2 separate regions of the Anser cygnoides genome follow, and region 1 is linked to region 2. Evidence: chromatin contacts called from public Hi-C data. All regions are on one chromosome and are shown on one strand. The core of a region is the stretch at or near the end of the contact, and the rest is flanking DNA. Distances in the headings are between cores, read along the strand shown. Region 1 overlaps FAM78A (family with sequence similarity 78 member A). Region 2 holds the start of PRRC2B (proline rich coiled-coil 2B).

Region 1 (2,700 bases), core at 48-2,547, 47 kb after region 2:
CCTGGCTAGTTTGTCCTGTTGCACTGAATAGACCCAGCTGAGTAGTAAATATAAAACTCAAATTTCACATTGGGGTCAGCTTTGCATGGACTTCTCCCCTCCCAAAGAATGCCTTTATCCCGTGCCTAGTTTGAAACGTGGCCCCCCACCTCCATTCACACCACCGGACGCAGCACAGAAAAGGGATGCTGCCTCTCTCGAGATTTCATGCTTTGTGATTAAAAGTGATGTTTTTTTCCAATGCTGCTTCATTGCAAAACTGACGAGGACAGATCGTTTGAATATAAAAGGAATGGTGGCTGGAAGTGACAGGCGCTACAGACACCGCTGCTCGTGGGGCTGGTTAGAACGGGGGCCCAGGGCATCCTGCACCGAGCGGCTGCAGTCAGCAGAGGTAAAGCGAGCTCCTGCTCGGGCAGCTTTGCGCAGCCAAGCTGGGGTGCCTGGGGTTGCCCTGGGGGAGTGATGGAGCACCACCATGGGGTACCCTGCACCTGAGACCGCCCCTGCCCAGCGGGGCCAGCAGCCTCACCGCTCCCACCTGCGGTACCCAGCACCGCTCCTGCTCTCCCCACCTTCCTGCTCCCGACACCCAGACGGGGGCAGGAGCCCAGCAGAGCGAACCAAGGTACCAAGCAGTGGTGGGGAGGGTTAGACCCGTTCAGCCAGTGCAGCAGAGAGCGAGGCTGGCCCCGGCAGCACTCCGAGGGCTGCCCGAGCGCCGCGTCCTCCCGGCCATCCTTGCCCTGGTTCGCGGCGCAGCAATAAGAATCGTCCTTGGTCTTGCAGAGATACTGTGAAAACAAAACCACGATGTACCAAGTCTGGACACTTACGGCGATGTAAAAACAAAACCCTGCTTTTATAACAGACAGAAAAAATAAAGTGAAATTTTCAAACGCGTCTGCCTGGTGTCGTTAGGGCGGTGGCTGTTTTTACCCAAAAAGTTCCACCACCTCTGCGCTCACGTTTTCAAGACTGATAAACACCCTGTTTACCGGGAGTGCATTTTCTCTCTGTTTCAGCTCTTACGCTGCATCAGATAGAGAGGAGGTTTCTGGTTAAAAATACCAGCCAGCATCCTGCATTTTTCATTACCATGCTGCCGCGTGCCTTGTGATGGAAGGACGGCGCTGATGTGGTTGGAGCAGCTCCGGGGGCAGACAGCAGCTGAACTTCCACAGTTCAGCTTCCTGCTGCTGCTTGCTTCTTTAGCAGAAGACGAGCGGTAGCTGTAAATGCTGCATCTGCAGAGAGGCGACCTGCCTGGAGTAAGGAGAGCCTGCTGCACCCTTCTGAGGTTGTAGCCAGCCTTTGCAGCCCGAAAGCCTTTCTTGCATGCTTCTGCCAGCAGCAGCCGAGCTGCTCCCAGCCTGCAAAACTCCTGGGTACGTGTGGGCATGAGACATGAACAGCAGCCACGTACCCTGCTTGGCAGGGCCACGCCAGCACACAGCGGCGTAACAGACACAAACGCTGCAGGGGAAGGGGGGAAGCGAAGCGCAGGGGAGGGCACGGCTCGGGGAAAGGAATTTGCACGGACGGAGCCCGCACAGACGAGAGGACAGGTTCTGAGTGGGATTCGTTTCCACAGTGGAAACTCTCCAGCCTCATCTGTTGATAGCAGGCTAAATTTAGATGTCCTACTTTCGGAGGGAGGAGGGGGAGAGGGGATCCGAGGCAGCGCACAGCTGCTTTGGGTGACACCCTGAAAACGCCGGGGCACTTATTGTCTGCACGGAGACACTAAAAACCTCCTGGAAGGATCAGGAGGGGGGGAAGGACATCGGCTGCCAGACCCAGCAGAGCCGGGGTGATGCCGGAATAAATCCCCGACGCCTGTGCGCTCGCGGATGCTGAGGCTCCAGCTGAAGCCGCACCCTTCTAGAGGTTTTACTGCTCGCTTCGTGATTTTCTAACCTTGGTTTGAAGCAGGCAGGCAACGGTTCCTTGATTTGCAGAAATACCCTGCTTGCCTCCACTGGCCTTGCCCAAAACTTTTTGCAGGGGACTTCCCTCTGCTGACGCAAATCAGGTTTTGTTTCCTATTTCTTCTATCTCACATCTTGGTAAGCTGTGCACATGCAGCAGCTGCAAACACCGCTTTTATCCCTCCATGTTTTCAAGCTTTAAAGCAAGTATTTTTCAGCAACACACTGACATGGATTGCAGAACCTTGAAGCATCTACTCAAAACCCACACCGTGCCATGCGCTGCGTGCACATAATTAGAACAGAGCTCCTCCGACAGCCTGCACCAAGGTTCCCAAGGCTGCCTTTAAAAATCGGCCAAGTGCCCCCCAGCAGCCTGTTGGGTGCGGAGCCCTGGCAAACACAGCAGAGCAGCTCTGGGGAGCCAGGTCCAAACCTACAACAATTCATAATTTTGGGGTGGCCTTGCATTTCCCCTTCAAAATATATTAGTGGCTTGTTTCACCTCTGACCTTGCTAACACCCATTTAATCCCAGCACGGTGACACTGGAAGCTCCTGGCACCTGCAAAGCAGAGCTGCCCTGAGGCAGACCCTTTCCTACCAGCTCAATTCTTCGACAGCCACCGAGCACGGCATGACTCCAGCCCCCTTATCCAAAAGAGGGTGCTTCCAGAAGGACGCTGTGCTTAGGCAGGAGTAAAGAGCACTGAGGGCAGAGCCCAGCCCACGGCCATGAGCCCCCACTGCCTACTGCAGCAGCTGGGCTC
Region 2 (2,700 bases), core at 111-2,610:
TGACACTCAAAAGCGTATCCCACCCTTCTGATGTTCGGAAGACAAAAACAACGACAAAAAAGCCCTCAGAACAAACCAAAACAACTTTCCTAACAAAACCCCAAACTCCCAGCTCATTCAAACCTGGTCAGCTCTGATTTCCCAGACGAGGGGGTTGCCTGTAGTCACCTTAACAAAAAAAAAAACAAAAAACCCTGCTAGCTGCTACCCAGCACCCTGAGCAAACCCTCCCCTCCGAGCCCAGCACCTGCACCCAGGACCCCCGTTAGGGTCCCCCTGCGTTGCAACAGACGCCCTCCCACCCACCCCGAGCTGTAAAACTCCTTCTCGAAGCAAAAACACCTTTCCAAACCTACCTAGCGAGCTCGCCGAGCGCCAAAACACCCCGACTGCATCCTCCTTTCCCCCAGCTGCAGGGTGAGCCCCCCCCTTTTCCCCTCTCATGGACGGGGGGGGGACCCGGCCTGCATTTTTCATCGCTCGGCCTCAGGAACCCTTTTGTGGGCTCCCTCACGACAACAAAACGAGGCAGCCTTCGCCGTGCCATCCCCCTTGTTTTTGCTGCGAGGCGCACGGCGCGACAAAAATATCTTTGTGTCACACTCGAGGCGAGGAGGAAAAACAAGCTGCCTGCGCGGCGGGCTGCGAGGCCGCCCCCAGCCCCCGGGGGGGGGGTGTGTGTGTGAGGGTGAGGGGGGGCCCGGCCCAGGGGGGAGCCCCAAAAACCCCCAAATCCACCCCAAGTCTCCCCCAGGCCTCAGCGCGGCCCTCGCAGGGGGGAATGGGGGAACGGGGAGGGGGGGGGGGGCGGCGGCCAGGCCCGCATCGGCCCCAGACGCCCCCAGCACCCCGGGGGGGGGCCACACACAATAAACACCGGCGGCCAAAGCAGCCCCAAACAGCGGGAGGGAGCCCCCACACCCCCATTTGTTGTGGGGACACCCTCGGCGGGGAGGCCGCGGGGTGCCGCAGCCGCTGGCTCCGGCTCCATTTTAGGGCTGCCTCGTCCCACCTTCCCTCTCCCTCCCCCTTCCTCCTCCCTCCTTCTCCTCCTCCTCCCTCGCCCTCCCCCGGCCCCACTCACCGCCCCAAATATCCGCGGCCGCCGCCGCCGGCCCCCGATACCCACCTGTGGGGGTGGCGGGGAGCCGGGAGCGCCTGAGGAGCCGGGTGCCGAGGGGCGACGGGCGCGGGGCGCGGCGGATGGCGGCGGATTGCGCGGCGGCGGCGGGGCGATACGGGTTCTCGCTGCCGCTGCCGCCTCCTCCTCCTCCTCCTTCTCCTCCCCCGGCCCGGCCTGTCAATCCCGCCCGGGAGGGCGCCGCGCCGCCGCCCTCCGCACAGCGCCGCCTGCAGAGCCCCGCCGGCCAGGCGACTGAGGGGCGGCCCAAGATGGAGGAGGAGGAGGAGGAGGAGGAGGAGGAAAGGGGCAGAGCTGCGGCCTGACGGCTTCCTCCAGCACCAGCCCAGCTCTCCACCCCCAGCCCCGCTCTCCACACAGCCGGAGCAGGCTCTCGCTCAGCTCTGAGGGGAGATTGTTTCCCCGAGGGGGGATTTTTTCCCCGCAGAGTCAGCAGGGCTGGCTGCCTCACCACACAGCGAGCCCCTCACGAGGGTATTAAGAGGGGCTGGGGACAGCAAAGTCACCCAACGCACCCCATCCCACCCAGTCTGCCCACAACGTGCCACACACAAGCCCCAAGTGCACCGCCACATCCCCCCACAGCAGTCCTGAGCTCAAACCACTCACCCTAGGGATACCTTCAAGGGAACTGCAAGAGACTTTCCCTGAAGTTTTTGCCTCCTTGTTGAGGCCAACCAGGGCAGGGCAGCAGGGCAATGGCTGTTGTGGGGATTTTTGTCCAGCCAGAGCCTTTCCCTTTCACAGACAGCAGTGAAGTCAGCCTGGCATGCCTCCCTGATTCTATGGGCAACCTGGAGGAACTGCCCCCTGGAAGGATTTCACTCCAGAAATACAGTTAATTTTTTTCCATTCACAATGATGGAAGTGAATGCAGCAGGGCAAGTAAGCACTTCTATCCTGAAACAAAACCTTACCCAGCCATAAAATACAAGTAGCCTCATGAGGCAAGCCTTGAATCCCACAGGCTTGAACAGAGCCACAGGTCAACACAATGTGAGCAGCATTCCTGGCAAGAAGTTTGCACTAAAAGTGTTGTAGTAGTTGCCATGAAGTGCAGTTCCTCACCCAGGGCATCTTCCGTAGCTTGGGAGTTGTCTCCTCACATGCAAGGCCAAAATATTTTCCCCTTTATTTTTCCTTTCCTGTCCTGTAACACACATGGGTGTTCAGCAGTGTGACAGCTTACATTTTGTGGTGAAAGGCCAGGCTGTAGGTATACATGCATTTATTTTTTTTTTTTAGAAACCATCCAGCGGTTTTTGAAAATGACAAGCAGGCCATTTTTAGGGTGGTTTTAATTAGAGAAAAGTCACTAAAAATCCTTAAAATCTGGGCTTACTTAATATTTTCAGGATCTCTGCATATGATACATTCCTCTGCTTTGCCTCAAAGGTGGCCCTGAAGTTTCTAAATTATGCCCGTTTCTAACCATCTTGGCAGGGGCCACCACAGTGACAAAAAAGCCTCTAAAAAATAGGAAAGAATACTGGATCACTCCCATAAATACACATTATACACACACACACAACAAGCACCTGGGCAATTTCTACAGAGGA

Evidence for each region. Hi-C and Micro-C count contacts between places; a contact is called where the count stands out from the background.
Region 1: a contact with region 2 is called in a Hi-C map of liver, with 2.4 times the contacts expected there. The contact joins the enhancer-like site here to the promoter of PRRC2B in region 2. A contact is called at or near these places in 2 of 7 Hi-C or Micro-C datasets (both in liver).

Annotation. Positions count from the first base shown.
Region 1 is chr20:5,380,459-5,383,158 of Taihu_goose_T2T_genome, forward strand. FAM78A (family with sequence similarity 78 member A) reads left to right here. Exons shown (of 2, transcript XM_013193990.3): 2 at 1-241. Among named protein-coding and RNA genes, the nearest start is that of FAM78A, 13 kb to the left of the region's middle. Within about 2 kb of position 1,298, at least 1 of the 3 cell types and tissues checked has open chromatin away from gene starts, as enhancers often do. A contact at or near this core is called in liver, where this site is marked.
Region 2 is chr20:5,333,146-5,335,845 of Taihu_goose_T2T_genome, forward strand. It overlaps PRRC2B (proline rich coiled-coil 2B), which reads right to left and starts at 1,361. Exons shown (of 31, transcript XM_066980795.1): 1 at 1,130-1,361.